5 separate regions of the Mus musculus genome follow, and all the other regions are linked to region 1. Evidence: chromatin contacts called from public Hi-C and HiChIP or PLAC-seq data. All regions are on one chromosome and are shown on one strand. Each heading gives the region's core, a stretch centred on a gene start, on an enhancer-like site or on the middle of the called end of the contact. The rest is flanking DNA. Distances are from core to core; before and after follow the strand shown.

Region 1 (6,336 bases), core at 1,548-4,047:
GAGAGAGAGAGAGAGAGAGAGAGAGAGAGAGAGAGAGAGAGAGAGAGAGAGAGAGAATATGAATGAGAAAACATGGCACAAATTTCTTCACGCTTTTAAAATCTAGGCAAGCTGACCCCCAAGCAGTCCCTGTGAGGGATGGAAGTATTCAAAACACTTTTCCCCCAGCACCTTGGACAGCTCCTCAAAGCCTGGCCTAGAGAACCCCTGGGGATTTTCTACCTTAGTGCACCCCCACTGACCTCCTAGGCTCTCAGTTTTCCCCAAAGGTTGGTCCAAAGAGATAGAGCCTTTGGGGGCTGGCAGTGTCCATTTGGGGAGAATGGTGAAGAGATTCTAGGGCTCATGTCTGCACCTCCCAACTTGGATTTTTTTCCCTCTCTTTTTATTTAAAAAGAAAAAGAAAAAGAAAAATCAACAGCTGTAACACAGGACTGGTGTCTCCAGAACCCCTGTTACAGACATCTCAACATCTTTAAAACAGTTTTGTGTAGGAGTGATTGCTCTCATTTGGCAGACAGTGGGGCTAAAGCTCAGAGATGTTAAGTGACCAATTGGACAGTCACACTACCGTGGGGTCCTCAGCTTCAGACAGAAATCTACAACAGGTCTCCTCTATGCTGCTTGCTCTTTTCCTACAAGGTCTGGAATTTGGGGGAGGGTTTTCCAGACTTTATACATCTGGAAGCAAATCCATGTGCACAAAAGTGGGGTACAGGTTGGGCTGGCTATGGATGAACGCCCCCGCCGATTAGGAAGCCGGTGAAGGTCTTCTTGTTGACTATGGGCAACTGGCTTGGTTTGCCCTCTCCCAGGTTCTACATCTGCAAATCGAGGTGCAGGTAGTTATCCTAGGTATTGGGAAAGCCAAGCTATTCCAGATGCATCCTGTATGCCCTGTATGCAGTAGACACTTGCAGCATGCGCAAAGCCTCGCGTCCCTCAGTTTCTTCTAGAATCTGGGCTGGGGCAGTGATATTGGCAATCATGGGAGAACTTGTGAAGGATTCGCAAACCTTTCTGCTGAGACAACCCCCCCCCCCAATGATGAAGAGTGGGCTTGACCCCTATTCCATTCTGGCATATGCCCCAAGTTTAAAAAAACAACCCCCCCAAGATAACCTCCATTTAAAATAAAGAAAAGCAAAAATCCAATCAAGAAAACCAATTCTCTAGGAAGCTGTGCTAATGCCACCCCCCAAAACCTGCTTTTTTGCTCTGATCTCAGTTTGGGTAGGGATGGACAAGGGGGTACTTCCCCCCACACTCCCTTTGGAGGGGTTCTCTCCTGTCCTCCCTACTCTTGTGGTAGATACTTCCTGGGTACCCCGGGGTTGCCTGCATATCACCCCTGCCACCCTTGTGTATGAAGCAAGGGTTGGGTTTCCTAGGAGTCAGACAACATTTCTAGAGTCTCGTCTGCAGCAAAATGTGATGCATCTCTCCAGGGGCTGCTTGGACAGACTGGGAGAGGGAGGTGGGCACAGCCTTAATTACCCTCCAGAGGACCGTCGGTTTAGTTTATGGGAACCCACAAGACGCTGAGGTCCCAGGATCTATCCTGGGTTACATCAGACCCGACCACCAGTAATATTTCCTGCGGACTTAGCACTTGCCCATAGCTTCACGTAAACGTTTACGATGTTTTAAAGGTTTGCCAACAAATCCCCAGGAAAGGGCCACTTCTCTGTTTCACGCACTGCACGAGAAAAACAGAGGCTTAGAGAGAGGGAGAAGAGACTTACCAGAAACGGTAGCTCTAGGATTAGAACCCCAGGGGCATCACTCTACGGTCCCTGCTGGGGCTGTACACCTGTGTGAGCCTCTGTTGCTCCAGAAAACCAGGTTCACAGTGTGTAGACAGCCGTGGATGCTGAGGCTACCTTGCCCTTAGGGTGAAGGCAAGCTTCCCACTTCCTTGTTCCCTAGGGCACGACCCAAGAGTCCTGTGAGGACCCAAGTGTCCGCGAGTGTCCAGGGAAGCTAGGTCTCCTGGAAACCCTGTCTCACCCCTGAACCATTTGGATGCAAGGCAGGGATCCCGAGCCCTGGCGGACTGACCCTCTTCTGCTCTGGGAACCATCGGAGCGATCTTAACCGTCTCCTTGGCGGGAGAGGTGAACTTTCCGGGTTGTGGGGGAATAGCTGCTTCACTGGATCATGCCAGCCGCGGGAGCACAGGGCTGATGGGACAAAGTTGGAAAGCAAAGAACAGCGCTCCAGCAAATCCACCCTGCAGCTGGGTCTCCCCTCTGGCCAAGCCAGAGTCTCCAACAGAGTCACGGGGGGGGGGGCGGCAGGGGGTGTCTGGAGAGAGGAGGAACGGGTCTCTTGGAGGAGGAGGTGACTGAAAGTTGAGGCCCCCCGCAGGTGCCAAGGTCCCCAGGGTTGTGTATCCCCCCAGCTTAAGGCTATGTGCGTACGCCCCTGGGGTCAAGATTGCCTGGGGTTACGATCGGATTTCTACCATTGTGACACGGAGGTTGGGAACGTGCAGGGAATGGGTGGGAGGGTCCCTTGCCCTTGTAAAGTTGGAGCGAGGAGGCAGGACCCACCTTTCCAGGAGCTCACAGCCTGGACTCGGGTACGCCCCATTGCCCGGAGAGCCAGGCCGCCAAGGAGAGCCAAGTTGGGGCGCACACCGCCCGCCGGAGCTGGAGCGCAGGTCCCTGAGAAGGTACATGGGATACCTTGGGTCCAAGGCTGAGAACTCACCTGCTGCCGAGCCCGCGCAGTTCCAGGGCTGTGGATCACGCTGTTCACCCCGTCTTCCGCGCCTCCTCCTCCCGCAGCTGCTGAGCGCGCGGATCCAGAGCCTTGCTCCGGGGCAGGATGCTCCGGGCTCCAACAGCGCCACAGGGTAGGAGCTTCCAGAGCGAGCGCTCCCCGCCCCCCTCCCAGCCTCTTGCTCCCGCCTCGCTCCGCTCTAGCCTAGCCAAGTTCAGGACTGGAAGCTGCCAGCTTCCCCTTGCGCAACCTGGCTCACCCCGGCCGCAGCTGCCCCTAGTAGCAGCCGCTGTGCTAAGTAGCCGCTCGCGCCCTGCGGCTGCATCAATACGCAGGGACCGCGCAGCGAGCTCAGTGAGGGTCGTGAGGGGGAATTTATTTCTTAATGTCCCTGCTTTATCCTATCACCGCTGAAACGAATTAGTGGTGACGTCCAACCGGCTGGTTTATGGGCGTGGGGAGGGAGACGTCGCAACCCTCATTAAAAGGGCCGCTCTGGGCTTGGAAGCATACATCTTTTATGTAACCTAATTTCCATTTTTTTCTATCAGAAAAAAAAAAATCAACACATACACAGACAATGAAGAAATTGGGGACCCTAAAGGGGACTGGATGTAGTGACCACAGCGGGGAGAGAGGCTCTTTTGGGCAGAGGAAGATCTAGCTGAGGCAGGTGGTTGTCTCTATCCTACCTGGTGGAAAGATTCCTTAATGGGACAACTAGAGCATAGCCCCTCAGGGCAGGGCAGGAAGCCCCTCACGGAGCCAGCAGAAACCAGCCTGGAATACGGTTCTGGTTCTTGGGTGGGCAGACGTTCTGGAAAGGATGCCTGATTCTGTTCTTTTTTTTTTTTTTTTTCCCTCCCCGGAGCAGAGTGTATGCATGGCATCTGAGAGGGGTGTGAACCCTCCCTGGGGGTCTTTATTCCCCTATGGCTGGGAGACCCCCAGTGCCAGGAGAGGCCAGGAGCTAGGCTGGAGGAGGGGCAGACTCAGAGAACTCCTTTTCTTCCTTTCTTAGGGGCTCTAACATATGGGTAACCATATAAACCCGTCTTCAAAGCTGTTTCTTCCTGGACAGATTGCACAGGCGGTTTTGCATTTAGCTGTCGCTGTTGCTCACATACTCTTGGGGTAAAAGTGTGTGTGTGTGTGTGTGTGTGTGTGTGTGTCGGGGTTGGGGGTGGGGGTGTTGGACTTAAGGAAGGGGAGGATTCAGACCCAAACAACAGACTCACACACACCCAGGCACCTGGCTGCTATCTTTGTCTTCCCGTGGAAGGCACCGCACACCCAGAGTACGATCTGCACGGGTCAAGGGCCAGGCTGCCCCTCCCTGTCTCTCATAAATAGTCTTCAGATATCTTACATGGCAAGTCTGAGGAAAAGGGGTGTAACCTTGAGGGGGGGTTCAGGAAGAAGACTGAGGGGGTGGGGGGAGGAGGGGAACATAAGAAAAAGCTGGTGGGGGTGTGAAGAGGCCGTGCCCAGGGAGGGCCTGAGAGATTCCATCGGCCTCCAGGGCTCTGCCACTTCCTGACTGGGTGTGCCAAGTCTGAAGCCTGCTTCCTGAGCCTGCTGTGGGTCTTGGGGCTGTGGCAAGGCTGGTTTGGTCAAAGGATGGTGGTGATGCTCTCAGTTTAGTGTCTGGCATACAGTAACCCATTGTGAGAAAAACAGCCATCCATGTGACTCCCACAAGGACCAGCTATACGTCCACGAGTGTCCCATAAGAAGAGGTTGGAGAGAGTCCTTGCAGCCTGGGCCCAGCTTATGCCTGATCCCTTTCAAAGTTAAGCATTGGGCTTCCATGGTGTTGGGTCTCCACACTGCTCCTTCAATTACCATGGCAACTAGGGAAAAAAATCAGGAAGCCAGGAAGGGAGGCTGCTTCTCCACTGGGCTGGCAGTTCACCTGCTCCAGAGCCTCGCTTGCTCGCTCGCTCCTGCGCCTGCCTGCTGTGTAGGAGTTGGGGCGGTAGAGGTATACAGAGCGAGCAGTCTTCTATCCTGGCTGTGAGGACGAAGGGTGGTCAGTAGGGAAGGCAGAGCTATGACATGTGGGGTCAGGGCCAAAGCTGGGCTGTGCCTGTAGCAGCAGAGTTGGCCTCTTGGGGGAGGAGGGGACAGAAATCCCTTTGCTCCCAGTTCTGTCCTCCTTGCTAGGCGTTCTGGTACAAGTGTTGTGAAGCAGGACCGAGAGGTTCTGGGACCCTGCTGGAAGGACAGATCCTGAGCCCAGAAGAGGCGCCTGCTACCATGAGGAGTCGTGTGCGTGTGCGTGTGCGTGTGCGTGTGCGTGTGCGTGTGTGTGTGTGTGTGTGTGTGTGTGTGTATTTGGGAGGAGGGGAGATACAGAGGAATAGAGACAGAAATAGATGTAGGTATTTATACAAGAGACAGAGATAGTGCCCCAGACAGATAGACAGACAGACACAGACACACTCACACTCATTTTCACAGGTTAAGGAGATTAGGGTGTAGAACAGCTACTGTGTTAGAAAGGAGCACAGTCCTCGCTTCACGCTCGCTCTCATTTTTCTGGTTTGGAGCCAAGCCCTCTACAGATACACAGCTCGTTGGATTGTCACCAACACGACAAGAAGTGGCTCCCTTCCTCACTCCTGCTTGATGGAGGGGACATCAGAGGAGGCTCTGGAAACAGTCTCCTCTACCTCCCTAAGTAGAGGACGAGGAAGTGGGATATAAGAGGAAGTAGATCCTGGCTAGGGGAGGGGGGCGTGGCTCAGAGGTAGCAATCTCTGATGGGCAGGAACATCTAGGTTCCATCTCCAACTCTAATAGTAAACAAAAGACAGGGCTCAAGTCCCAGTGCACCAAAGTGTCTACTGTCTTGTAGAGAAGGGGAGACAAATGAAGTCAAAGCCACCATGCTGAGGGTGTCAGAAGGGAAGGGGTGGCTCTCTGGGTTGGGAGCATCTTCACTAATGTTAGGAACTAGTTTCCCCAAGAAGGACAGAGAAAAGACCAGAGGCTTTTGCCGTTGACTTGGTGGCTCTGGGCAGGATATAGCAACAGTCCCCCAAAATGCTTTTTGGGAATGGCGGTTTACATGATGTCGTGGTTTAGGTCTACCGCATGAAGCCTTGTGCACGTCAGGATAGGTGGTGAGGATGTAGCCTTTCTCAGTCTGAGAGGATGGAGCTCACTCGGGTACATCCAGACCTCTGCTCCAGAGACACCACAGAAACAGCTACCATGGGGCCTCGTCCTAAATCCCTGCGTGGACAGTGGGTAGATAAAATGGTACTATCTCTCCCCCTATATCAGCTATGGCCCCTCTGCTCAGAGTTGGCCCGGGGGAGCCAAAGGAGGAAGGAACTCGGTTTGCTTACTCTATGTGGCTGCCACCGAGGGCTAATACATTACCCAGGGCTAATGAAAACATAATTATCTTCTTTTGGCTGTAGAGAGGGGCTAATTTAATAGGCTGTGATCGAAAGGCATCTGCTGAATTTACCCATCATTGAAAACGCTTGAAGGGCCCGGGAGGGGAGAGCAGAGTGCCTCTGGCTGGCTTGCAGCTGTGTCCAGGGCGCCTCCAGCTCAGAATTCGGTGGCCAAGGTCCCAAGGCAGGCACAGACCTA
Region 2 (6,336 bases), core at 1,706-4,205, 340 kb after region 1:
ACCACAGAAGGAAGGGCTGGTGGCAAGGAAACCAGAGGGGTGATCATCATTCCCCAAAAGGAGTGGCACCAACCTTGGCCCTGTGTGCCACGGGGGTCTTGCAAAGCAGCAACAGCCATAGCCACTGGTGTTCCGAATCCAAGTCCTGACTCATGAGAAGTGGGAAATAGCAAGCTGTTGCCATGGGAACTTCAGAAGGACCTGAGATGGCGTAGATCTAGCAGCATGACCAACATCGCTAGTGTTTTGTTTTGTTTTTTTTCTTTTCTTAAGATTAGATTTGTTGTTTAGTTGGCTTGAAACAGAGTCTCACTAGGTAGCCCTGGCTATTCTGAACTTGCTAGGTAGACCAGGCTGGCCTCAAACTCAAGAGATCCACCTGCTTCGCCCTCTCAAGTGCTGGGACTAAAGGTGTAAAATGTGTATTTTGGACTGTGTGTGTGCACGTGCACGCATGCCCCACCCCCTTCTTTCTCTGAGTTTCTGATACATATGTGTATCCATATAGGCATTTATAGAGGCCAGAACAAAACATCAGAACCCCCGGAACTGGAGTTACGGGCAGTTGTGAGTCACCAAGTGGGTACTGGGAAGCAAACTAGGATCCTCTGCAAGAGCAGTCAGTACACTGGACCCTCAGCTATCCCTCCAACCCGTAGACTTTTAGCTTTTCAGGCCACAGATCACAACCCCGAAGTGTCCTGTGTGAGTATCAGGTCATGGCCAGCATTTGGTATAGAGGACAGAATACAATGAGGTTGTGACTCGGTGGTAGAACACTTGCCTGGCACGGCCAAGGCTCTGGGTACAGTCACCAGCATCACACATATACAAATGGCGACACTATAGAATACAACAGGAATGAATCTGAAATACCCACCTCCCCTCCATGCCCGCCAGGCTGGGTCCTGTATCAGGAAACACGACACTGAACACATTCTACACATGTGCATGTGTGTGCATGCATGGGGGGGAGGGGCAAGGGTGGAGTGTAACTCAGATCTGTTCCTGCACAGCTGTGTCAAAACCATGCACAAGAAGACATCTGGTTGCCGGGCGGTGGAGGCACACACCTTTAATCCCAGCACTTGGGAGGCAGAGGCAGGTGAATTTCTGAGTTTGAGGCCAGCCTGGTCTACAGAGTGAGTTCCAGGACAGCCAGGGCTACACAGAGAAACCCTGTCAACAAGAAGAAGAAGAAGAAGAAGAAGAAGAAGAAGAAGAAGGAGAAGGAGAAGGAGAAGGAGAAGGAGAAGGAGAAGGAGAAGGAGAAGGAGAAGGAGAAGGAGAAGGAGGGGGAGGGGGAGGGGGAGGGGGAGGGGGAGGGGGAGGGGGAGGGGGAGGGGGAGGGGGAGGGGGAGGGGGAGGGGGAGGGGGGAGCAGACACCCGATTGAGAAGCCATCTGGCCCTCAGAGAGATAAGGAAACAGCAATCCAGAGGGAACTCTCCAGGAAGCAACATCCATCATCGCGAACATCTCCTCCTGTGACATCCTAGAGATGCGCTCTCTTAAGACAGCAGTTCTCTCAGGACTGGAGGAAAACAGGAGACAGGGGAAGCATCCAGAGCAGGAGCCAGGGTAGAGGAGCGGGGCTAGAACACAGCCACAAGGAGCCACGCGGAGAAGCAGACTGCTAGGCAGGAAACTATTCCTGGGATCACACTGGGATTTGGTGCAGTTTGGAGGGCGGCACACATACATGTTCATGTCTGTACGTCCGTGTGGAGACCAGAGTGGACCTCGGCCAACCCCTTCCATGCTATCCACCTTATTTGTTTGTGGGATTTTCAGTTTGGGGTTTTCTTTTGTTTTGTTTTGTATTTTGAGACTGAGTCTCTCGCAAACTGGAACTGGCTGGGTAGGCAGGGCTCCCTGACCAGCAGGCCTCGGGTATCAGCCAGTCATGCCTCCCTGGCCCTGAGATTGACCAACCTAAGCCACCACAACTGTCTTGTTCTTAACGTGGGATCTTAAAATGGAGCGGAAGTCATCAGGCCTGCGCGCTGGAACCCTGTTCTATCTGGTTCACTGCTGGGTCCTCCGCCCTCCTGCCATATTCACAGTCACTCCGTAAATTGTAATTGCGGGTTGCATATTGACTAACCAGAGTTAAGAATTAACAGCCATCAGATTGGGCCGGTCCTGTGGTCGACGGCGCCACCTTGTGGTGAGAACTGAAATGACAGGGCCGATATTTGTAACAATTTGTAGAGAGCCCAGAAGCAACCTTCAGCAGGCTGCAGCTCACACCATGGGTTTCCTTCCGTTTCCTTCTGAGACATGGTCTCCAGCATCCTACTTTGGCTTCAAACTCCCTGTGTAGCCAAGGATGATCTTGCGCTCCAGCTCCTCTTGCTTCAACCTCCCAAGTGCCGGCCGGGGTTGTAGGCATGCCCACTACACCCCATTTATGAGGTGCTGGGGATCAAACCCGGAGTCTTGTGTCTACTAGGCAAGCATCCTACCAGTTAACTGAGCCACAGCTCTAACCCTGCATCACAGTTTTGAGCAAGCGATTGGACGGAGCCAGGGGGGTAAATGATGACATGTTTAGATCGTAAAATAATAAAGCAAAGGTCACAGAATTTAACTTGGGACCTCTTGTATGGAGAGAGAGAGACAGAGACAGAGAGAAAGGGGGAGAGAGAGAAAGAGCAGTATGTACTCACTGGTGTGAAAGGATTGTGCCAAGCGCCAAGAGAATATACTAAAATAACAACTTCTGGTCCCTGGAGCAGCTACAACCTGATTTCTGTTACAAAGAATGTATAGTGTCTGTGCACAGAAATAACCAGAACATATTCAGCATACAAAGCCACTTCTGGACGACTGAGGGGGGAAGATGCCGGCCTCCCTTGTACAGCCAAGATTACCACATCTGAACCGTAATTATCCAGGACCCACTTTGAGCCATCCTCTGCGGGGCGAGGTCCAAGCCCCGCCCACTTCCACCTCTCACAGACATCTCCGCCCCTAAAGCTGGCTTTGGTATCCAGAGCCCATTCTCTTCCGTGCTGGCCTGCACAGGAAGCTTGAAGGACAGTGGCCGACCAGCTGGGGGGACAATCCCGAATGCCTGGACTGCTCACCTGATTTGTGCACATTCCTGAGGCAGGAGAGTGAGGCGTTGAGCCGGGCGCACTCTTCCTGGTTGGCTCCATACTTCTCCACGGTCTCACACACCTGCTCGTCGGTCATCTCCAGGAGGTCCTCCAAGCTCAGCTGGTCAGGGGAGATCTCCTAGAGGAGGGGACAAAGGCAGTCAGCTGGACATGAACCCAAGCGCCCTGCCCAAGGGAATGGAGTGGTGTCTCTCAATCGCCCTCTTGTGGCACTCAGGAGAACTGCAGAGGGAACCAGCAGGGAGCGTCCACACTGCCCTCTGCTGGTAGCCAGTGAAAGATGCTCCACTATGCAAAAACTTGGCTGAATCTGGGGTTGAGTCTCCTCCTCCCACTTGCCACTTGGACAAATCATTTAACTTGTCTGGGCCTTGTTCTCACTTATCAAATGGAAGTGCCGAGCGTAGGTGATCGCTCAGTACATGATCAACAGTCCGCACTCACAGTCCAGGTTTGAAACCCGGGAGAGACAGGCCCTGTTTCATACTTCTGGGAGTAGATACCTCAGCTGAATTTGGCCGGGAGGAGGGGGTGCGGGGGAGGGGACTCAGAACAAGCCAGCTAGACATAAATCCGAGTTTCATTGGCTGGCCTCTGATCTTGGCTTCCCTAGAAGAAGACCTATGGATAGCTTGAGGCTGGAAATGAATCTTGAAAAGTACTGAGCACCATGAGCTGAGGAATAGTATAGAACAGGGAAAAGGACCTCTCTAAACAAAGGAGCTGGGGATAGAAGCAGGATTCCAAAGAGTCCCCTCCTTAAACAATGTCATAAATAAATCTGCAAACACTGACTGCCAATCAAGCTTTGATTTTTACTAGCCTTCAAGTGTCTCTACATATACAATAAGAACCTTCATTCGTATTATCTATGGTAGCCAAGGACCTTATACACTCATAGTATATTATTATTTAATAAGTTTTATAAATCTATGAGTGGTGATGCACAGGCAATTTAGTGGGCTCCTTCTGCCCTCTTGTGGCCATGACTGTGTATTACAATAAAATATAGATTTCACGGAAAGCAGAGTCTATAAATTTCATAAATTCCATTTTTCATACACACGCACACACACACACAAAGCTACAGGGCAAAGCCAACACCCCGAGAGTGACTGTGAAGTCAGGACGGGGACAGGAGGTAGCAACTGGGTCACCTAGAGACAAGTAAGAACACAGTGTAGGTAAACCTCCTTCAGCTGGACTCTGTACAGGGGATGCAGGATGAACGTTTAGAACAAGGCTGTTCTAGTTTGATCCCGGATGCTCTCACAAAATACTCTGGCCATTTGCAGCTTGGGAGGGAGGGAGGGCTTAGGGGGCTTACACTTCCAGGTCACAGTCGTCCACTGAGGGTGCTGCCTCTTTGTTACAGCCCAGGCCCAGGCCTGTCTGCCTAGGGATGGCACCACCCACAGTGGGCTGGGCTTGCCTGCATGATTAAGCAATCAAGACATTGCTCTCAGATGTGGCCACAGGATATCCTGATAAAGACTAATTTATTCTGATTCAATTCTGAATTTTTTCAGGTGACTTTGGACTGTGGAGTAGACAGTGGTTGATCAGTAGGACAGATATACAATCTAAAGCCTTCTTCGTGCTGCAGGACCTGACTGTACATTTTAATGCTATGATTTCAAAGTGTGTGAGTGTGTGTGTGTGTGTGTGTGTGTGTGTGTGTGTGTGTGTGTGTGTGTGTGTGTGTGGTCAGCTTACCCTGAAGTGTGTGTGTTTTTGTGTGTGGTTATACCCTGAGTAGTGTGTGGTCAGATTACTCTGAAGTGTGTGTGTGTGTGTGTGTGTGTGTGTGTGTGTGTGTGTGTGTGTGTGTGTGGTTAGCTTACCCTGAAGTGTGTGTGTGTGTGTGTGTGTGTGGTGTCAGATTACCCTAAAGTGTGTGTGTGTGTGTGTGTGTGTGTGTGTGTGTGTGTGTGTGGTCAAATCACCCTAATGCTTAGGCTCACACATTTATGGCTCAAAGGTGAAGAAAGCCATAACAACCTGAGCCAAAGAAAGGAATTTTGTGGGCTGGAGAGATGGCTCAGAGGTTAGGAGCACTGATTGCTCTTCCAGAGGTCCTGAGTTCAATTCCCAGCAACCACATGGTGGCTCACAACCATCTGTAATGACATCCGATGTCCTCTTCTGGTGTCTCTAAAGAGAGTAACAGTGTACTCATGTAAAATAAATAAATCTTAAAAAAAAAAAAAAAGAAAGAAAGGAATTTTGTGCATGTTTTGGTAAAATAATCCCAGCTGGGACAATGTCTCCAATACTCAACACAGACTTCCTTATACTGTTAGGAGAGCGTGTGAAAGTAAAGGGATGTGTGCACATGTATGTGCATCAGTACATGTATTGCATCAGTACATGTATGCAGGGTATGTATATGTGTACGTGTGGGTGTCTGTGTAAGTTTGTGAGTGTACATATACATGTGGATGGGGGAGGGGCTTCCAGAGGTATGTATGGATGTGTGTGGATAAGTGTGCATATGTATTGCGAATTTGTGTGATATGTGTACTGTGTGAGTGTCTATGTACATGTGTGTATGTGTGCATATTTGTGCTTTATTGGGGAACTGGATCAGACTGTCACATATGCCGGGTAAGGCCTCTACCACTGAACTGTATCCTCAGCAAAAAAGGCTTATCACTGCCTGGAGAACAGGATGCCAAAACGCAGACAAGTTAAACCCTTAGCCCAAGTCACACAGCAAGAGAGTAATGGAAGCAGCATTTGAACCCAGGGCAAGTCTCACAGCTGTTGCCCTAGTTCCCTCATGAGAGCACCCTCTGGTGGACAAGCATGTGAACTGCAGCCAGGGAGCCTTCTCACCTCACCGACAGGTGACGGTCTCAGAGTCCCTTGCCTGGAAACTATGAGCTTCAAAGGGGGAAGCCTCGGGGACCAAACTGTGCCAACTGTGGTTCATCACATCATAAAAGGATTCTCTTCTATATAATCAATATTTGTAGCTTTGAAATCAGAGCTCTTGAGTCTTTAGAAAAGAAGTTTTAAGACACTGGGTCAAAATAAAATTTTGAGGATCAGATCTCATCAGTCAAACTGTCTGCCCAACAGATAGTTTGAAGACCACACTTTTCAACCCCTTTCTAGAAGACGTATCTCTGCCTTGCCTGCCCTACAAGGCACCCTTGAGATAGATAGATAGATAGATAGAGCCCCAAAGCCTTTCAAAAGTGCCCCCA
Region 3 (6,336 bases), core at 2,062-4,561, 320 kb after region 1:
CTGACTAGCTGCCCCTGGCAATTCAGACCCTTGCCTCCAGTTTCTTTTCTGTTACATGAACATAAAGACAGCCATGTGACGTCACCTTGGAAAGTAAGTTGGACCACCGCCATGGGGTACCAGGCACCAAGTAGGGAGCAGAATGAGGCTGTCTACTTCTGTCTAACATATCCTTGAACACGTAGCTTCCTCGTTGTCCCTGCCTTGCTTACTGCCTTGTCAGAGACCCGTGAATGGGTCTGGAGAGATAACTCAGCAGGGACAAGGCTTACACACACAGATGAGGACCAGAGTTTGGCTCCCAACACAAGTGTAAATACTGTGGGAGCGTGGGAGCCCAGCCGTAAGCTCAGCTCTGGGGAGACAGAGACAGAAGATACCCAGAGGAAGCCAGCTAGCTGGACAGGCCAACCAGCCGGCTCTAGGTTCAGATTGATGCTCTCCTTCCATATAAGGAGAGAGAGTGACTGAAGAAGATGCACAACATTAGCTTCTGGTCTCCATGGGCATGTCCACACTTGTGCACACACTTGTGTGTGTGCGTGTGCATGTGTTTGTGTACACACTTGCCACACAGTTAAGCACATGTTTGTGCATACCTGCATGTGCATTTGCACATATTTGTGCACACATATACTGTTTGGGCTTCAGGAGACTCTCAAAAAAGTAACAAACAAGAACCAAACAGAAAACAAACAAGCAAACAAAACCTCTGTGGGGGCTTAAGGAGCAGCCCCATGGGTAGAGTGTTTGTCTAGCAGGCATGAAGCCATGAAGTTGACTCCCAGCACTGCACAAATCAGGTATGGGGAGGGGAGGCTCATGCTGTAATTCCAGCAATTGGGAGGTGGACACCAGTGGATCAGAAGCTCCGGGTCATCTTTGTCTACACATTACATTCAAAGATTCTATGTGTGAGTTGAAGAACTGTCCTTTTGTAAAAGAAGAGCCAAAGGCCCAGAGAGGCTAAGTAACTCTCCCCAGGATGACCCAGCTGGTAACAAAACAACTTTCAAAGCTCAGTTGACCAATGTCCATGATGATCTTTAGTACCTCCTATGTTAGACTTAAGTGTGACCCTCTGCCTCTGCTCTGTGGTCACAGCTCAAGCATGTTATCCACACTTTAGAGAGTACCAGTGAGAACCAGACAATCAGGGGCTCTGACCACCGCCATCTCAATCCCAGGAGTGTGGACAGTGTGCAGGGCCCGGCCCAGAACAGCACTGAGCAAGCCTCACCCCAAACTCTTGGACGGCACACCCTGCTTCCTACTTCTCCAGCTCTGACCACAAGTTTCCAAAGAACACCCAGAATCCAAAGCCCCTGCCTGTCCCCTGCGGAACTTGTCAAGTCCTTGTGGAAAACACCAGATTCCCTCTCTGTCTTTCTACCCAAATGTCCTTGGCATACCTCTGTAAAACAGAAACTATGCCCGGGAGAGCTGACATTTCCGTGGTCACTTCTAAAAGTACAAAGTCAGTCTCTGGGTCAGCGGTTCTCAACCTCTATAGGTTACGACCCCTTTGGAGGTTGGATAACCTTTCACAGGGGTCACATATCAGATATCCTGCATATCAGATATTTATATTACGATTCATAACAGTAGCAAAATTGCAGTTATGAAGTAGCAGTGAAAGAATTTTATGGCTGTGGGTCACCACCGCATGCAGAACTGTGTTAAAGGGTCACAGTGCTAAGAAGGTTGAGAACCACTGAACTAGGTCCTGAGGGACATAGCCTGCTCTAACACCACCTGCAAACAGGGTAACCTTGGCTTCCCCTCAGGACTGATGAACCAAGTCAACCACACTCTGCTCCCGCTTGGAATCAGTCACCATTGAAAATGAAGACACAGAAGTTGTCATTGTCTTCCTTAGAACCCCACCCCCGACCCCATCTCTCCCCTTTCTGACTAACCTCACCCTCTCTTTTCCTCCCCCAAGCCCTTGTCCAGGTTTGTCCCATTCCCATCTCTTCGGGTCTCACTTTGCCTCATCCCCACAGCCCACTGACAGCTTCTCCTGTACCCAGGAGGTCAGGATTCCACAACCATCAGGTACCATTGTCTTTATATCCATCTTCAATGTCCTCTGCTCCACAATTCCCCATACTTCCTCAGCCCCCCAAATTTTCCTGTTTCATCTGTCCAGTCACCTCTGCAGCTGACTCTTGCTCTGTACCTTACTGTGTCACAATTGTCCCCAAAGATAAGAATCATTCCCTAAGTCCCTTGGATCTAACACTGGCTTGGTACAATGAATGATCCACAACCACAAAAGCAACTTGAATCCACTTGTTCACAAACACTCGTGTCAGAATCAGTCAGGAAACCACAGAAATAACCAGTCAAGGGCTGGGGAACTCTGAAAATCTTTTCTGTAAAGGGCAGGATAGAATATATTTGTTGTAACCACTGAGTCTTGCCATTACAGCAGAAAGCAGAGGTAAACAATATGTAAATAAGTGGGTGTGGCTATGTTTAAATAAAACTTTATTTAAGATGCAAATGGTGGGCCAGATTTGGTATAGTTTCCTGGACCCTGAATTAGACTATTCAGTACATGAGACATGAAGCAGACAGCCTCATTGTTAGCAAAGACTCCTCTATTTTCCTGCAGACATAGATGAAAGAGGAGAGAGAGAGAGAGAGAGAGAGAGAGAGAGAGAGACCCCTCTGGCCCTTAAAGCAGCCACGGGCAGAACAAAATTTAACCCAAAGTGAGCAACAGATTCATCTAAAGAGACAAGGTGACCAGCCACCAACAGAAGATTCCAGAAGACAGGGCACTGTTTGGGCATTACCATTTCTATTATTCCTATTATTGATGCTGTCACTTCTGTTGATGCGTTCTGGCCTAACCGATGTCTAGAGAAAGAAAGAAAACAGAAGCAAAAATTAGCTGCAGGGCAGAGGGGGGGGAGGGGAGCAGAAACCCATCGGAAATTTAATTAAATAAATAGATTTCTTGACTAGGAGAGAAAGGAGATGTGACATGTTCCCAAATCTGACTTCCTGCAAGCCCCTGCTTCCTGGAGAAGTGGCAGAGTGGAGAATTGAAAACTAGCCCCCACCTCAGAACAAGTGGCTCTCCGACACCCCTATCTCATACACTCCTGTCGCACTTGATCACATCCACCCACACGGGCAGGGGCTCCTTTCTCTCTCTTACCCTCCACCAATAAACACATCGGCAGAGAAAGCCTGGGTTCTTTCTAAACTGCCTCCTGAGAGCTCACTTCTCGGCTCATGCTTTCCCCCAAACAGCCTTGCGTAACCTCTTTACTTCCAGAGATTTCATGCCTCGCCTGTTCCACGCCGACAAATGTGCCATCTGGCCAGTCTCTCACTAGAATCGGAAAGGGACAGCCAGAGCCTGTTCCTTTGTGGGTCCCTCATCCAGAAATTGGGAGCAAGAACACCAGGCTTCGGTTTGAAAGCTCCCTCAGCAGGTGATGGTGCTTACAGCCAAACCTGGAGAGCTGAGTTTGATCCTTGGACTCCTCATGGTAGGAGAGGATCAGCTCTTCAAGTTGTCCTCTGACCAAAAGTGTATGTGTGCTCGCTCCCTCGCTCCCCCTTCTTACTCTCTCTCTCTCTCTCTCTAGCATTCTCTCTCTCTCTCTCTCTCTCTCTCTCTCTCTCTCTCTCTCTCTCACACACACACACACACACACACACACACACACACACCCCAAATTGACATAATACTCTCTTTTAAATGTCCTTAGAGCTGGAGAGATGCCTTAGCGGTTAAGAGCACTGACTACTCTCCCAGAGGTCCTGAATTCAATTCCCAGCAACCACAAGGTGGCCCACAACCATCTGTAATGGTATCTGGCGCCCTCTTCTGGTGCATCTGAAGATAGCGACAGTGTATTCATAGACATAAAATAAATAAATCTTCAAATGCCCTTAATCCACAAATAAGGTAGCTGGGGAAAGTAAACTGGAGTTGGAGGAATATTCTGGGAGGACTGGGGATGGATTAAAACCATGTAGGTGTGAACACTACACAGCACGTGTAGTTGCTGCCTTGGTAGCAACAAGATACGGTTCGCCTGTATCTGATCTCATTTCATTCCCAAAACAACCCCAAGGGTGGTACTGAGAGACCAAACCAAGAACAACACACCTTGCAGGCTAAGGTTCTCTTTGCTCTTAGGACCGTTAACAAGTTCCTTCTTGTCCTGTGGTAGGTCATTCTGAGTTAAAGTTTCTATTTGCAACTAAGAATAAGTGCCTTTTTCTTGGATCCGATGTAAAGTGCAAAACATGTTTTTCAGCCTACACTAAACTGGGGACAAGATGTATAATATCCTTACCCTGTTCCTTCCCTTTCATTGTATCTTTGTAACAATGTATCAAGCCGACTCTCCCGCCCCTGTGAATGCTTTATCCCTCCTATAAAAAGGACTTCAAGAAGCCAGCAGAGGCGTCTCTCCCAAATCCCCACTTAAGGTAAGACCAGGCTGACCAGTCCCAGATGCACCCCAAAATACAACTTGCTTTAAATAGGCAACTGTGGATCTGATCTTTTTTCCTCTTGATTCTCCTCTGGTTTAACAGTATTTCCAGGCCAGGCAGTGCCAACCCAGAGAGGCCAAAGGCCACAGAGCAATCACCCTGCAGAGTCCTGGGAACACAGCAGGTACTCGATGGGTGCTGGTTCCCACTTAATGTGTGCATGAGCGGCATGCTAAGGCCAGGCCATCTTGGTCACCCTCACCTCAAGAGTCAGTGAACCCACCTCTGTTTTTAAGGACACACCAACAACGACAACAAAGGGTTTCTTTTCCCCCTATCAAGTTTGTATCATGACGGTCCAGCAAGAGAGTCAACTGAAGTGTTAATGTGGTTTTTTTTTTTTACATTTTGTTTGTTTTATTTATGTTTGTGTGTTCATGTGTGTACATGTGTAGAGGTCAGAGGACAACCTGCAGGGACGGTCTCTTCTTCTTCTATGTAGGTCTCAAGAGTCTAGCTTGTCAGCAGACAAGCACCTTGCTCTGATGAGCCATCTCACCAGCCTCTAACTGGCTTTTGTGTGCAGAGATGATGCCCACATCTCTGGTACAACGCAGCCCACTGACAAAACTCCCAATAGACTCTCAGAGGACGGGCCAGCATCCAGCTGGCATTGCAGAGCAAGCCAGGGGCAGGGCTGACCCAGTAGAGCATCCCTTTATACTCCAAAGTCCAAAGTTCCAAAGTTCCACTACCCTACCCTTTCTCCTTCCTCCCCACCAACATGCCCCTGTTCCCTCCTCCTCCTAGGACATCCAACCATCTGCCAGCACTTCCTGGATGTGGCTAGCACACTGTCCTTGAAACGGTCATGGCTTTCACTCGGGATGTGAACCCCCCACCCTCGAATTCAGCCTGTGCTCTTGAAGCTCCAGAGATTTCAGACAAATCTGACTAAATCCTGTTGGGTGACCTTGGCCAAAATGCCTGCCTTCAAGATGAAGGCGACTACCGCAGCCACAGAGCGAGCTCCTCCAGGTGACACTGACTTCATGACTGTCCCGGGTGCAGCCTTGGCCATCCATCGCTCTGAGCTTAACTCTTCTCATACAACAGACAGCGCAAGATCTGCCTGAAAAGGTGTGGTTCTGGGGTCCTCCACAGAAGCGTCTGTGCACACAGCGTGTGCAAAGAGCCCATTGTGGGCACAAACCTGCTCCCACTGACCATCAGGGCAAGACAAACATCCGTGAAGAGAGTCACGCAAGATGAGCACATTTCATATCATTTCCACATTCATTGGCTCTGAGACATTCAAAAAAGACCAAGCCTTTCTTCAGAAGGATATCACTCACACACACACACACACACAAACACACACCACCACCACCACCACCACCACCACCACCACCACCACCACCACCATCTCAACTGTTTCTGGGCCCTACAAGCCACTGTAAATACCTTAGCTAAAAAAGAAAAAGAAAAGAAAGAGGAAAGGGAGAGAGAGAGGGAAGGAAGGAAGGAGGGAAGGAGGGAAGGAGGGAAGGAGGGAAGGAAGGAAGGAAGGAAGGAAGGAAGGAAGGAAGGAAGGAAGGAAGGAAGGGGAAGGGGAAGGGGAAGGGGAAGGGGAAGGGGAAAGGAAAGGGAAGGGAAGGGAAATAAAAAAGTCTGGACTTAGAACTACCACATCCAAACATACTTTAAGGATACTCTGCATAAGCCCTAGACCTAAGATCACTTCCTCTTCTTCCCATAACTCTTTGGCACAAAGGTCAAAGGGCAATGGGAGGAGCTGTGACCCTGCCTAGGAACTGAAACTACTCTCTAAGACAACATGGACACTTGAACCCCACTTTCTCCCAGCAG
Region 4 (6,336 bases), core at 1,008-3,507, 300 kb after region 1:
CATTCCCACCAGCCGCATGGAGCCGCTCTCATTCTTTTCCCATCCCTTTACTACTGATTTTACCATAACCATCATCACCATTACCACCCTCATCAACAGTATCATCACCTCCCCCATCATCACCACCACTTTCTCCATCACCACCATCACCTCCATCACCAGCATCATCACCACTGTCGTCACCACCATTGCCAGCCATGCGGGTGTTTAGCAAAGCACATGTATCAATGGCCTCAGCTGAAAACACCCAGTGTTGACCATGGCCCAGGTCCCTCCCTGCCTCCTTTTCTCCCCCTACCTTACTTTATTACACTCTCGTTACAATCTTCTCACATTGCTGAGGACGTTAAAGCTCTGAGGAAAGTTGAGTCCCCTGTCCAAGGCTGAGATCAATCCCACTCAGTCATGATATCCTCCACGTCGGACTCAATCCTCTCAGCCCGAAGGATTAAATATCCAAAATTGGAACCCTTCCCCCATTTCCACTGGCTTTAGTGTGTTCCTACTGCTGGGTATTGGGAGCTGACATTGGCCAGAACCCTGCTTGTGATGAGTTCCCTGGGCTGACACGCCCACCCCAGCCCTGCTACCCCTGCAGGAGCTGCAGTTATCATTATGGATATTTATTTATTTGTGTATCATTTCTACCACTTTGTCTTGATGTATAAGTCCGATCGTGTTCCAGTAGATCTTTGACAACTGATTTGAACAGCTAAGGAGCCATGGGTTCAAGTGGTCACAATGCTTCTGTCATCCACACACACCATGCTCCCTAAGGATGAGGTGCTCCCTTACGCTGAAGTGCTCCCTAATGCTGGGGTGCTCCCTAACATTGAGGATGTGAGCCATGACCCACACAGATGTCCTAGGTGGGACCATGCTCTGCATGGGCCACTGACACACATAGACCCACACAGAATGTCAGCAGGGACTTCCATGCCCTATGGGCAACAACAGCAGAGATTTCCTCCTCCTCCTTCTCTTCCTCCTTGTCCATCACCATTCCACAGAGGTGCTGGATCTAACTGTCACTCCTTGCAAGCTCCACGCATGAGCTCTTTGCTTTCCTTACATTGCCTTTTCGCCTCCCAGAAGTGCTTCATGGCTTCTCACTGCCACACCCACTGTATCAACTTCACCACACCTATGCTCTGGGAATAAGGCTCATTTGGTTCTAACCCCGTTACTTGAATAAAAGCAGCACAGCACCCCCACAGCGGAGAGCATCTGAACGAAGAGAGCATGTGAACAACGAATGGGAGGGTAGCATACACAGGGTGGACACGCCCACCAAGGATCAAGAAATAGGGTTTCTAAATGATCCATGAGAGGGTAATGCGTGCATCATCGATGCCCCGAGAGCTGATTGGATAGCCGAGAGGGCATCCAAGCAACCAAGAGAAGGATAGCACACGCAATGTGGGCTCATCTCGCAGATCGACTCCCCATGCCCCAGACAGGTAGAGCAGGATAGCTCAAGGCTTTCCCATGCTACTCAGAACAATGCACAAGGCAAAACCTGTGGATGATCAGAGGATGTTTTCTCAATTGACTGTGGGTCACTGAAACTGCAGAACACAGAAATGTAGGGGGCGCTGGCAGTGGGGAGGGAACGCCTGTGCCACTTGTTTTTTTAAGTTAGGAAGAAAGTAGGTTAGAGCCGGGCGTGGTGGCGCACGCCTTTAATCCCAGCACTCAAGAGGCAGAGGCAGGCCGATTTTTGAGTTTGAGGCCAGTCTGGTCTACAGAGTGAGTTCCAGGACAGCCAGGGCTACACAGAGAAACCCTGTCTCAAAAAACCAAAAAAAAAAAAAAAAAAGGAAGGAAGGAAGGAAGGAAGGAAGGAAGGAAGGAAGGGAGAAAGCAGGGTAGGAAGCCTTTGCATGGACAAATGTCCACTTGTGACAGACACTTCCCAAGAGGCTAGCCTTGACACACCTCGGGCTGAGGCTATCCAAGGTAGAATGGGTCTATGTTAATTCTGCCTCCTTCGGCTGACATCCTAATGACAGCTGTACCTTTCTCCACAGTCAGCACTCCTGGGACAAGCCACCACATGAGCCTCAGAGCAGGGACATAACAGCAGCATAAGCAAGGACTCTTCCTGCCCAGCCCAGAACCCGAGAGAAGCCCAGGAGAAAGCCCAACAGCAGGCGGAGACAGACTGGGAAAAGCTGACCTCTGAGACGGGGCTAATTCCAGAAAGTTCCGTCACTCTAACAACAGTCTGCCTCCCTTGAGTGACAGGCGTTATATTAGTTCTTCAGCTGCTTGTGTCTGCGGATTCCAGAGAGCCGAAGGCAACATCAGACGCCTCGGGCGCCTCAAGGTTCGCTATTTTTATCTCTAGATGAGTGACGTTTGGGAGAGGGTTTCCAAACCCCTCAGTCCTCCTGCTCGCTGCCGCGCAGCTTCAGCAAGGCCACCGCCTGTCCTCACGGCTCAGTCTCCCCACACAGACAGCCCCAGCAGTCTTTGTGGCTCCGTGAGCCAGGACATCAGTGTCTCCACTGTCTCCACACAGAGCCAGAAAGGGATGTGGGTGACTCGAACGGGACGGACGGACGCCGTTGGATAAACTTTGACAGATCTGTTTATCCGGTCTTCTACAGCAGACCCCAGATTCAGCCCCTACCCAGAGGTGGTCTTTCAGGTGGACACAGAGCCCAGTGGAGCCAGAGATCTGGGTTTGAATCCCAGAGTTTGACCTCTGCCTTCTATACATGCACACACACACAGGCACAGGCACGCATGTGTGCTCCAGAAAGAAAGAAAATTCTGGCACACACCACAAAACAGTTGACTTTGGAAAACAACTTGCTGGGCCAGTGAAACGGCTCAGTGGGTAAAGGTGCTTGCTGCAAAAGCCTAGCGACCTAGGTTCGAACCTGGGTAAAGGTGAAAGGAAAGAACCTGCTGTGGCAGACATACCCCATCCCACCAAAATGATGACAGCTTCTTTTAAGAAAAAACAAACAAACAAACATCGAGTTTAGGAAAGGACATGGGCACAAACCAACACAGCACAAGCTTGACCAAAGCATCCAGGACAGTCAAATGTACAAAATGGACTTTGTTCTGCCTCAGGAGCAGGGCTAGAACTGATCTGGGACTGGTGTTTTAATTTGCAATGGATGTAGGGACACACACGGGGAGTCCCAGGGCTTAGGAGCAGAGGCAGAAGGATCAGAGGTTTGGGGCTATCCTCAGCTACATAGTAAATTGGGGGCCAGCCTAGGCTACATGAGAACCTGTCTCAAAAAAAAAAAAAAAAGCAAGAAAAAATTTTAAAGGATTTCTGGTTTTGATGATGGAAAATTTCCAGGGAGAGGCAGCAGATACCATTTCCCAACAACATGTCTGCTCTTCGGGTTTCTGTATTCGCTCAGAATGGTCAAAATGACACATCCCGTTATGTATTTTTATGGCCATAGGAACACTTGTCAGTTGGATTTTTTTTTATTTAATATAACCACTGAAACATCTAAAATGACATAAGCTGAGTGTGATCTCTTCCTGTTGAACACAGGCTGTCTAGACCCAGAAGAGGAGGCAGCAGAAATCTGGAAATCCCAGATTTCATTAGCTAGTCACAATGTCACTGTGCGGAAGTGGAGACCGTCTCCTGGGGAAGATCCCCGGGAGCTTCGACTGGAAAATGAGTGACAGTTAATTAAGGAAAAGAATAAAGAACAAGTGTCCAACCCGGAGCCAACATGCCCAAGGATGTGACAGGCTGGAGAAGAACCTGAGAGCCCATGGGCCAGAGGGCAGCCCATAGGATGAGTTTAAGGGGACGGATCAAGGGGACCCATGACCACTGTGGTGAGTATTTACCCCAAAGATGGTGCCAGCTGCAGTCTCACGGTCCCAATGGCCAACCCAAATGACCCCAAGCCACTTCCCTCTGTGGTAAACCCACCACACCTGCGATCAGACCTTTGACCCTGGAGGTCAGAGATCACATCCTGGGACTTCCTGTCAGCTTCTAACATCTCAGTCCCAGGCACGTTGACTCTAGCTCTACCGGAAGGAGCTCTACGCAAGTAGGTACCCAACAGCCGCCTTCTCCTGGTTCTCTACTTGCTGCTGAGGCCCCAGCTTCCCATCCCCTGAGCTTGCAAAGCTATTTTTAGAACTCTGTGCCCCGAAGCCCAGAGATAAAGAACAATCGTGTCTTTAAAAGTATCCCTCCAGGCCCGCAAATAATTAAATCTCTTAAACTGATAAAAATCTCAGAGTGGGGCAGACCTGCTGTGTGTAGACTTCCACAACACAAATGTCATGGTCCACATAGTTCCCTCCCTCCCAAGGGACTAGCCCTAAGGGCGGCATGATGCAGGAGTTGCGGTACCACACTTGGATGGTTTCATCAGAGCCCCAGTATGTGCGCCCCAAAAGTCTAACTGCTGGAATCATGTTATTCAGAGGTAGGCCTTTGGAAGGACTATGATTTGGACATTAAACATCTCCCTTTCCAGAGACCCATGGGTTTGGAGGTGGGCGAAGGGGCGGAGCCTAAAGAGAGGTCTTCAGGTCACGCAGGAATACTCTCCATGGAGATTATGGTGTCCCACTTGCTTCTCCTCATGTTTGCTTTCTGAGAGGTGAGTAATTTCTGCTTTGTCACAGGCTCCAACAGCAACATGCTGTCTTGCTGGGACTCTAAAAGAAACACAGCCCTATAAGAATCAGGAGCGCCTGATGATGGAAGGGTCCTTTCTCCCCGGCATTTGTTAAGGTAATGAAAGCTGACTGGCAGTCACTAGTATCACAAGAGGTCACATGATGGGATTAGTGGCTTCCTGAGAAGGAAGGAGACCCAAGCTTGCGTGCTTGGTCCATCTCTCCGTGCCACACCCTTCACACGTAACACAGGAGCCTTTGCCAGAGCCTCACAGATACAAGTCATGGATGTGTGTTGAATGCCCCAGCCTTCAGAACCGTGAGGCAATGTTTTCTTTCGGGAGTGAGGTTGTTGAGAACGGAATCTCAGGCCTCATACATGCTGAGTGAGACCCAAGACCAAGCCAGACGGAAAAGGCAAAATCTGACCCAAGAGCTCGTCTCTATCCTTTTCACTACAGAGGTGGAACGGGGGTGGGGGGTTAGGGAATGGGGGGATGCATGCTCAAACAGGCAAAATAAAGAAAAGCATCCAGTGAGGAAAGATATCCAGCCCTGCAGTAATAAAGAGCCTGGCAGACCGTCAGCCGTTAAGCAAGCAATCCTAGGAACAGGTGGAAAAAATGCTAATGTACTCTCCCGTTGATAACCAGCTAAGTGAGAGCTGCTGTGTTTAAGAGTAAAATAAACAGGGCCTGGTAATCCAAGCACATTACTCCAGCTATTTGGGAGTGTGAGGCAGGAGGATGACAAGCTCAAGGTCTTCCTGAGCCACAGAGGGAGTTAGAGGCCCACTCTGGGTAAACCACTTAATTCTTTACTGTGACATTGATTCGTGTTGGAGCCCCTAGTGAGATTTAAGGTGTGTCCCATGCATACCAGGGTGTCTCGCCAGGGAAACTGGCCCCTGGGGACAGGGTGAGAGAGCTGAGCATAGTGGTACACACCTGTCACTCAGCTCTCAGGACACAGAGGCAGGAGGGTCACACGTTAGAGGCTAGCCTGGGCTAACATTGGAGGCTAGCCTGGGCTAATAGGAAGACCCCCCCCCCTTGAGATACTGAAAGACAAGTGAGTGAGAAGGGGCAGGATGAGACTGGGATACACACCTGCTGAACGTGAGCCTGGCAGACAGCAGTTAGCTGAGCCGTTCCCTGGCCAGGGACACCACAGACAAGTGTATGCATCCCCAGCTGCTGTGTAACAAGCAATCCCAACGGAGTTGGTTTCATTCTGCCTCGAGCTATCATTTGTGACACCCTGGCTATCTGAAGCTCAGAGTGGGTCTTACTTACAGCACACAGGTGCCAGCAGGGTATTCTTCTAGAAGGTCTGAGGAAGTTGTCTTCTTGCCCTGCTCAGCCTTAAAGGCCACCCAACCCTCTTGGTTCTGGTCCTTCTACTCTCATATCTCAGACAAACATGGCCCAAAGCTCTCTCTCTGTCTGCCACCAGCCTTAGAAGGTACATGCAGCCCCCTCTCCCAGAGCCGTCATTAGTCACACGTGTGAAGTCTCTCTGCTCTGTGATGTGAATGAGGAGCCGTGGTCTGGTGTGACGGTTCCATTGACAAGGCATTGACCACAGAACCTGACGGCCTGAGTTTGGTTCCTGTGACGCAGGTGGTGCATGAAGAAAACTGACTACTGAAAGTCGTCCTTTGAGCTCCATGCATGTGCTGCTGTCAGTGAGTAGGGTCTCCCTACCACT
Region 5 (6,336 bases), core at 2,635-5,134, 280 kb after region 1:
CCCTTACGATGCTCTGTGTTAGAGTGTCACAGCCACAGACATTAAACTTAAAGTGAACAGTGACGGATGTTTTCAACCACTGGCTCTCACATTACCCTACCCTGCAGGATCAAGGCTAGAAGAAACGGAAGTGTGCTCTGTCAGGGATGACCCTGCCTTGAGGGAGCTGAGGAATAAGATCTCAACATGAAGCTGGTTTTCTTAGTTGTTCTATGCTGCGAACCTGGGGAAATCATTCATTCATTCATTCATTCATTCATCCATTAAATACTTCCTGAGCCTTCATCTATAGACTCCAAGCTGTGTCGAAAGGTTTGATCCTCTGGTACCTTTCTGGGCAAGGAGGCAAGAACCATCTCTTAAAAAGAGATGCTGACAAACCTGCCTTGTGGACTGATGCAGGGCAATGCTAGAACACACGGAGCTGTAAACACTGGCTACTTCTGATATCAACTGTCTGGTCTCTGATATTAGAATATACAGGCAGAAAGTTGTGGGGTTGGCCTCCTGAAAGGGGAACCATGGCCACTCACAGAGGCCGCCTTCCTGATGTCCAAAAGATGATCCCAAAGACAACACTGGGTCTAGAAAGGACAGCTACGCATCTGCCTCCTGAAATCCATTGATTGGCTGGTCCCTTAAGAAAAGCTTCCCAGAATCATGATGGAGCAGGGCCTGTCTGGAGGTCCAGAGGGTTGTTAACGGGTTTACATCTTCCTCTATTAATTTGAGTTAATGAATACCTCCAGCCTACAGGGAACAGGAGTGGGGGTGGGACAGGGCTCATTATGAACAACCAGAAAGTTTCCGGCCACATTGGGTTTAAATGGCACAGGCCTAAGCCACCCATCAGGAGCTGTCACCTGGCCCTTGGAGGTGTCTGGTACTGGAAGAGGGTCTGTGGCTCTGTTCTCGGTCAGCAGCCACCAGAAGCAGATGGCCATGCCTCCCATTGGCTTCCGCTCAGCCTTGCCACCAGAACCACACTGCTGTGTGTGTGGTGTTCTGGGAAGCTCGGGGCACACCTGCAAGAATTAATTAATGACAAAGAGGAAGGAAAGCATTCTGAGTAGCTAGACCAAAGTCTGGAGGTCAAAATGTAGTACAGCTAAAAGCATGCATGACAAGTGATGGCCCTCCTCACAGAGAGCCCTTCTAGAAAGTTCCCTACTGAGTGACTCAGAGTAAACCTGGGATCTTACTTAACCCTCTGGCCATCTCTCTCTCTCTCTCTCTCTCTCTCTCTCTGATTCTCTCTGTTTCTCTCTCTCCTTCCCTCCCTCCTTTCTGTCTCTGTCTCTCTCTGTCTCTCTCTATCTCTCTCTGTCTCTGTCTCTCTCTCTCTCTCTCTCTCTCTCTCTCTCACACACACACACACACACACACACACACACACACACACTAGTCACTTTCCAAAGTGACCCTAGTTCCAGGCACTAGCACCTCCCACTCTCCTGCCTGGGTATGCCCTCCTTTCTTTACCTGAACCCCTCTCCTCTCAGATTAGGCATAGACAAACTTCAAGTCAAAGGGCCAATCTGGCCCACCCCTTGTTCTTATAAATAAAACTTTATTGGAATGTGCCCATAGCCATCATTTGCATACTGTCCATGGTTGCTTTTCTTCTCAACTAGCAGAGTTAGAATGACCCCAGTGGAGACCAGAGAGATGCAGAAAGCCTGATACCTTTACCCCCTAGCTCCTTACAGAACTGTCTGCAGGCCCCTGTGTTAGAGGACAGTTCTCTGGGAAGCTGTTACTGGCTCAAAGGAAAAAGAAAAAAAAAAAAACAAACCAGTCTTAAATGAGTATCGTCTAGATTTGTTTCCCCTACCAGTCTTTCTCCACTGAATTATGCCTGATGATTTCTCTGTCTCTTCTAGGTCACGATCCTCTTAAAGAAAGAGTTTAGGTCACCAAGAAGATGGCTCAGCAGAGTGTGCAAACATGAGTGAGCACCAGCGCCCAGGTAAGCAGCCAGGTGGTAGCATCCAGATGCAGCCCAGAGATGGGTGAAGGAACGAAAGCAGACAGCAGATCAGTTCCCGGGAACTCGCTGGTCAATCAGTGTAGCCAGTTCAGTGGGACACCCTGTCTCCAAAAGTGAGATAGCAAGCAAAGGGGAGGTCACCTGATAATGACCTCTGCCTACCCTGTCACACACACGAGCACACACATGCACACACTCATACACACACACCAATAACAACAACACATGATCTCTGCCTACCCTGTCACACACACATGCACAAACATACACACACATACACACACAACAAAACATGATCTCTGCCTACCCTGTCACACACACAACAACAACAACATATTAAAAACAAAGTTTGTGGAGTTGTTGTTTTTTTTTAATCTGTATTCCCTGGACTCTTACAGGGACCTCTGACAACTCACAGGTCATGCATGACAGGTGATAGCCCTCCTTACAGAGAACCCTTCTAGGAGGCCAAGCATATACATATATGTTAACATATACATGTGTGTGTACATATATAGTGATACATAGGTAGGTAGGTAGGTAGGTAGGTAGGTAGGTAGGTAGGTAGGTAGATAGATAGACAGACAGACAGACAGATAGATAGAGACAGTCAGAAGACATACAGGCAGACAGGAAGAGTGAGAAAACAAACAACTGTCTTAATACTGGACAACCCAACGACAGCATTAAATAAAACTGAACTAACCCGCATTGCTGGCAACTTTCTCAGGAGACTGGCTAATTCTAGGCTCCGTTGTCAGCACCTGGGAAACAGGGCTCAGGTGCTCACCAGAGAAGCCTTTCTGGGGCATGGCATCACCCAGGCACTCTGAAACATGCCACGTGTACATGTATGTGTGAGAGAGTCCCAAGCAGACAGCCTTCTGTGACACTCTCACTTTGACAGGACCTAGAGTCACCTGTGAGGCACCCTGCTGACCAGTTTTAAATGTGAGTGGTGCCATCTTTTTTTTTTAGATATATTTATTTTATGTATAGGAGTACACTGTAGTTGTCTTCTGACACACCAGAAGAGGACATCAGATCCCACTACGGATGGGTGTGAACCACCAGGTGGTTGCTGGGATTTGAACTCAGGACCTCTGGAAGAGCAGTCAGTGCTCTTAACCACTGAACCATCTCTCCAGCTATCTTGTAGTTTGCTCAGTCCATCAACGTAGTACCATGGGAGTCTGTGAGCTGAGCTGCATTCATCCCTCTCTGCTTCCTAGGTGGAGGCCAGCTGCATCACACCCCCGCTGCTATGGCAATGCCATAGCAATGAACTGTGGGCTTTCAAACTGCGAACCAAAGCAACTCCCTTTCCTTAAGCTGCCCGTGTCAGATACCTTGCCACAGCAACAAGACAAGTACTCCAGCTTCTGTCTGGGATGTGGTGGTCCTGATCCCATCCTAGGACAGACCCAGAATTGATTGTCCTCTCATCCAATACACACACCCATGTCCCCTTCATGAGGTTGATCTTCACTGTTATGTGGCTGCCTGTGTCTGGCAGCTGAGGCCACACCCTTGACCCGGGGTGGCTCCACCTCCACGGCCTCCAATTTCTGCATATACTTTGAGGATGCTAGCTGTCCCCAGCCATGGTCTCATCTGCCTCAATGTAACCATTCCACCCTACCCTACTATCTGTTACCCACCATCTTAAATCAAAGCCTCAGGCAGCTGCCCTCTGTGATACATTGTGCCATCTGGGAGCCAGGCACGAGGGGAAAGCTGGCCTTGGAAGGAATTCTGATGCCCCCATCTATTATACTAAAAGGTTCGTTTCAGAGCCTATTAAATAGGTCGGAGAACCAGATACGGAGCAGAGACTCTCTCCCAGCCTACAGTGAACAGATTCCTGGCTTTTAATTTGGCAAGCAAGTGACATTTCCTCCCAGAAGGCAGGCACTGCTGGCTGAGCAGAGAAAGGAGAAAAACTCAACCGATTACCACAGAGCAAGATAAAAGGAAGCCATAAATCCTACCAACAAATGAAGCCCTCCAGGGCAGCAACACTTTGTTGTACACCGCTGAGCCTCTGTATCTCAGAACTTCAGTCCCGAGACTCATCCTCAAGCACACGAACCCCTTGCTCCAGGGGTGTTCATCAGCTCTGGGTCCACGTGAGCAGCAGAGCCCATAGGATTAGTGTGGGGGTGATCTGGGGGGAAAGGGCTTCTCCATAAGACAGTCCCAGCGCCATTATCACACAGGGTACCTCAAGTGTCAGCTAAGACTGGGTAGAAACGTGTGTGTGTGTGTGTGTGTGTGTGTGTGTGCGTGTGCATGTGTGTGTGTGTGTGAGTGTGTGTGTGTGTGTGTGTGTGTGTGTGGAAGAGAGAGAGAGAGTGAGAGAGAGAGAGAGAGAGAGAGTATGTGTGTGAGTGACTGTGTATCTGTATATGTGTGTTTGAGTGTGCTTGATTGCGTGTATGAGTGTGAGTGTGTGAGCATGAGTGTGTGTGTGCCTGTGTGTGAAAGTGTGTGCAAACATATGTCTGTGTGAGTTTATATGTGAATGTGTGTGAGTGTATATGAATGTATATGCATGTGTGACTGTGTATCTGTAGATATGTGTGTCTGTGCGTGTGTCTGAGTGTGTATGAGTGTGGGTGTGTGAGCACGAGTGTGTGTGTGTGTGTATGCCTGTGTGTGAAAGTGTGTGTGTAAATATGTGTCTGTGTGTGTGAGTGTATGTGCATGTGTGTGAGTGTGTCTGTGAGCGTGAGTGTGAATCTGTGGGAGTGTGTGAATGTGTGAGCATGTGTGTGAGTGTGTATCTGTGTGTGAGTGTGTGTCAGCATGTGTGTGAGTATATGTGAGTATGTGTGTGTGTGTAAGAGCATGAGTGTGTCTGTGTGTGTTTGCGTGTGTGTTGATAAGTACTGATACCCAGGATGGTAAGTGTCCTGTTACATCACTCTCAGCCTTAACTCCTTTGATACAGGTCTCTCTCTTAATCTGGGGCTAGGCTGGAAGCCATCAAGCCCTAGCCATCTGCCTGTCTCACATAGCACTTGGATACCAGGTGCAGCAGCCAGACCCCACCTTTTCTGTGGGCACAGGGCTCAGAACTCAGGCCCCCACGCCTCTGCAGAGAGTGTTGGTACCACTGATCCATATCCGCAGCCCTGGCTTTGGTGTTTTGAGACAGTTTCACTTTGTAGCTCAGGCTGTCCTTGAACTCACAATATAGCACAGGTCGACCTCCAGCTTAGGACAATCCTTCTGCCTCAGGGTTCTGAATGCCAAAATTATAGGCAGGCACCAACACACCCATCACTAAATACACCTAAATAGTTTAAGGACCGTTCTTGCCCACTCTTCTGCTCTTCCTTTCTTTCTTCCTTCCTTTCTTCCTTTCTTTCTTTCTTTCTTTCTTTCTTTCTTTCTTTCTTTCTTTCTTTCTTTCTTTCTTTCTTTCTTTCATGGAGGAAAGCCTACATGCATGTGGATGTCAGAGGACAACTTGTGGGTATTGGCTCTCTCCTTCCACCATCTAGGTCCCTGGGTACTGGCATCAATCAACCAGCAATAAAACTCCTCTTTGACAGAAGCCAGTACTGAACACACAGACCTCTTTCCTGCCAATATCATCAGACCCTGGTAACCCAGCTACTCACACTGTGTCAGCTCCCTTAACCAGCCTTGGGCTGATTTCACGCGTGGGAATTCTATCCCAATGCAATGTGGTTTTACAAGCAACCGAGCATCCAGGATGTCGGATTGTCCCACATCCAAGAGTCTTGGAGCATTCACCATGACACCATGGGTATGATCCTTCAGGGCATGCAAACTTTGTCTCATAGGCATATGGTGTAAAGGACTGGGGTGACAGCTAAGGCCATAAAGTGGTCACCTTACAAGCTTGAGGACCCAGGGTCAATCCCCAGAACCTACACTCAAAAATAATAATAATAATAAAGAAAGAAATACCATCAGGCATGGTGCCACATGCTTATAGCAGGGGAGGCAGCTATAGGTGGAACCCTGGCCCTCACTGACCAGGGATTGTGACTTGGTGAGAGACCCTGCCTCAAAAAAGGCAGACAATACCTGAGGAGCCGCATCAAGGTTATCTGTCCTACACCTACACACAGGCACACAGTCATACAAATAAAGTAAAATAAAGAAATGAGGTATAGAATTACCTTCAAGCTGTGTCCTTACAGGGGGCAAATAAGACACAAAAGGATTTCATTTTTAGACTTGGGTCCTCTGAGAGATCTCGCTGCGCATATGAGAAATCGGAAAATTTCAAAGTCTGAAACCCCTCAGATCAAAGCATCATGGATGCAGGACACATTCGACTTGTGCCACCGACTGGGTCTCCTGCTGGC

The links. A called contact is a pair of places that touch in the nucleus more often than the background predicts. HiChIP or PLAC-seq counts read pairs in DNA pulled down with a chosen protein or histone mark.
Region 2: a Hi-C map of the N1E-115 cell line shows a contact between it and region 1, with 10 times the contacts expected there. The contact joins two enhancer-like sites. A contact is called at or near these places in 3 of 39 promoter capture datasets (the C10 cell line, embryonic stem cells and hippocampal neurons), 5 of 15 datasets of contacts at CTCF or cohesin (the NIH/3T3 cell line, embryonic stem cells, hippocampal excitatory neurons and 2 more), 193 of 484 Hi-C or Micro-C datasets (the AtT-20 cell line, B cells, the BV-2 cell line and 95 more), 29 of 115 datasets of contacts at active chromatin or transcription factors (PVALB interneurons, SST interneurons, T-cell acute lymphoblastic leukemia and 19 more) and 3 of 9 other capture datasets (embryonic stem cells, embryonic trunk and pancreatic islet).
Region 3: a contact with region 1 is called in a Hi-C map of cerebellum, with 2.8 times the contacts expected there. The contact joins two enhancer-like sites. A contact is called at or near these places in 2 of 39 promoter capture datasets (embryonic stem cells and hippocampal neurons), 3 of 15 datasets of contacts at CTCF or cohesin (embryonic stem cells, hippocampal excitatory neurons and stem cell-derived epiblast-like cells), 162 of 484 Hi-C or Micro-C datasets (the AtT-20 cell line, B cells, the BV-2 cell line and 81 more), 22 of 115 datasets of contacts at active chromatin or transcription factors (PVALB interneurons, SST interneurons, T-cell acute lymphoblastic leukemia and 16 more) and 3 of 9 other capture datasets (embryonic stem cells, embryonic trunk and pancreatic islet).
Region 4: a contact with region 1 is called in an H3K27ac HiChIP or PLAC-seq map of SST interneurons, with 8 times the contacts expected there. The contact joins two enhancer-like sites. A contact is called at or near these places in 1 of 484 Hi-C or Micro-C datasets (muscle stem cells) and 11 of 115 datasets of contacts at active chromatin or transcription factors (SST interneurons, craniofacial prominence, embryonic basal ganglia and 8 more).
Region 5: an H3K4me3 HiChIP or PLAC-seq map of forebrain shows a contact between it and region 1, with 6 times the contacts expected there. The contact joins two enhancer-like sites. A contact is called at or near these places in 1 of 484 Hi-C or Micro-C datasets (the N1E-115 cell line), 9 of 115 datasets of contacts at active chromatin or transcription factors (embryonic basal ganglia, embryonic forebrain, embryonic hindbrain and 5 more) and 1 of 9 other capture datasets (pancreatic islet).

Annotation. Positions count from the first base shown.
Region 1 is chr5:117,838,657-117,844,992 of GRCm38.p6, reverse strand. No RefSeq gene overlaps it. Among named protein-coding and RNA genes, the nearest start is that of Nos1, 25 kb to the left of the region's middle. Within about 2 kb of position 2,797, at least 58 of the 459 cell types and tissues checked have an H3K27ac peak or open chromatin away from gene starts, as enhancers often do. A contact at or near this core is called in the N1E-115 cell line, SST interneurons, cerebellar granule neurons and 7 more, where this site is marked.
Region 2 is chr5:117,502,395-117,508,730 of GRCm38.p6, reverse strand. It overlaps Ksr2 (kinase suppressor of ras 2), which reads right to left. Exons shown (of 20, transcript NM_001312914.1): 3 at 3,092-3,242. Among named protein-coding and RNA genes, the nearest start is that of Gm42013, 21 kb to the right of the region's middle. Within about 2 kb of position 2,955, at least 17 of the 459 cell types and tissues checked have an H3K27ac peak or open chromatin away from gene starts, as enhancers often do. A contact at or near this core is called in the N1E-115 cell line, cortical neurons, differentiating embryonic stem cells and 1 more, where this site is marked.
Region 3 is chr5:117,520,181-117,526,516 of GRCm38.p6, reverse strand. All of the region lies in intron 3 of Ksr2 (kinase suppressor of ras 2), which reads right to left. Among named protein-coding and RNA genes, the nearest start is that of Gm42013, 39 kb to the right of the region's middle. Within about 2 kb of position 3,311, at least 7 of the 459 cell types and tissues checked have an H3K27ac peak or open chromatin away from gene starts, as enhancers often do. A contact at or near this core is called in the N1E-115 cell line, cerebellar granule neurons, cerebellum and 2 more, where this site is marked.
Region 4 is chr5:117,542,987-117,549,322 of GRCm38.p6, reverse strand. The region is part of intron 3 of Ksr2 (kinase suppressor of ras 2); the gene reads right to left. Among named protein-coding and RNA genes, the nearest start is that of Gm42013, 62 kb to the right of the region's middle. Within about 2 kb of position 2,257, at least 7 of the 459 cell types and tissues checked have an H3K27ac peak or open chromatin away from gene starts, as enhancers often do. A contact at or near this core is called in SST interneurons, where this site is marked.
Region 5 is chr5:117,564,024-117,570,359 of GRCm38.p6, reverse strand. All of the region lies in intron 4 of Ksr2 (kinase suppressor of ras 2), which reads right to left. Among named protein-coding and RNA genes, the nearest start is that of Gm42013, 83 kb to the right of the region's middle. Within about 2 kb of position 3,884, at least 21 of the 459 cell types and tissues checked have an H3K27ac peak or open chromatin away from gene starts, as enhancers often do. A contact at or near this core is called in the N1E-115 cell line and forebrain, where this site is marked.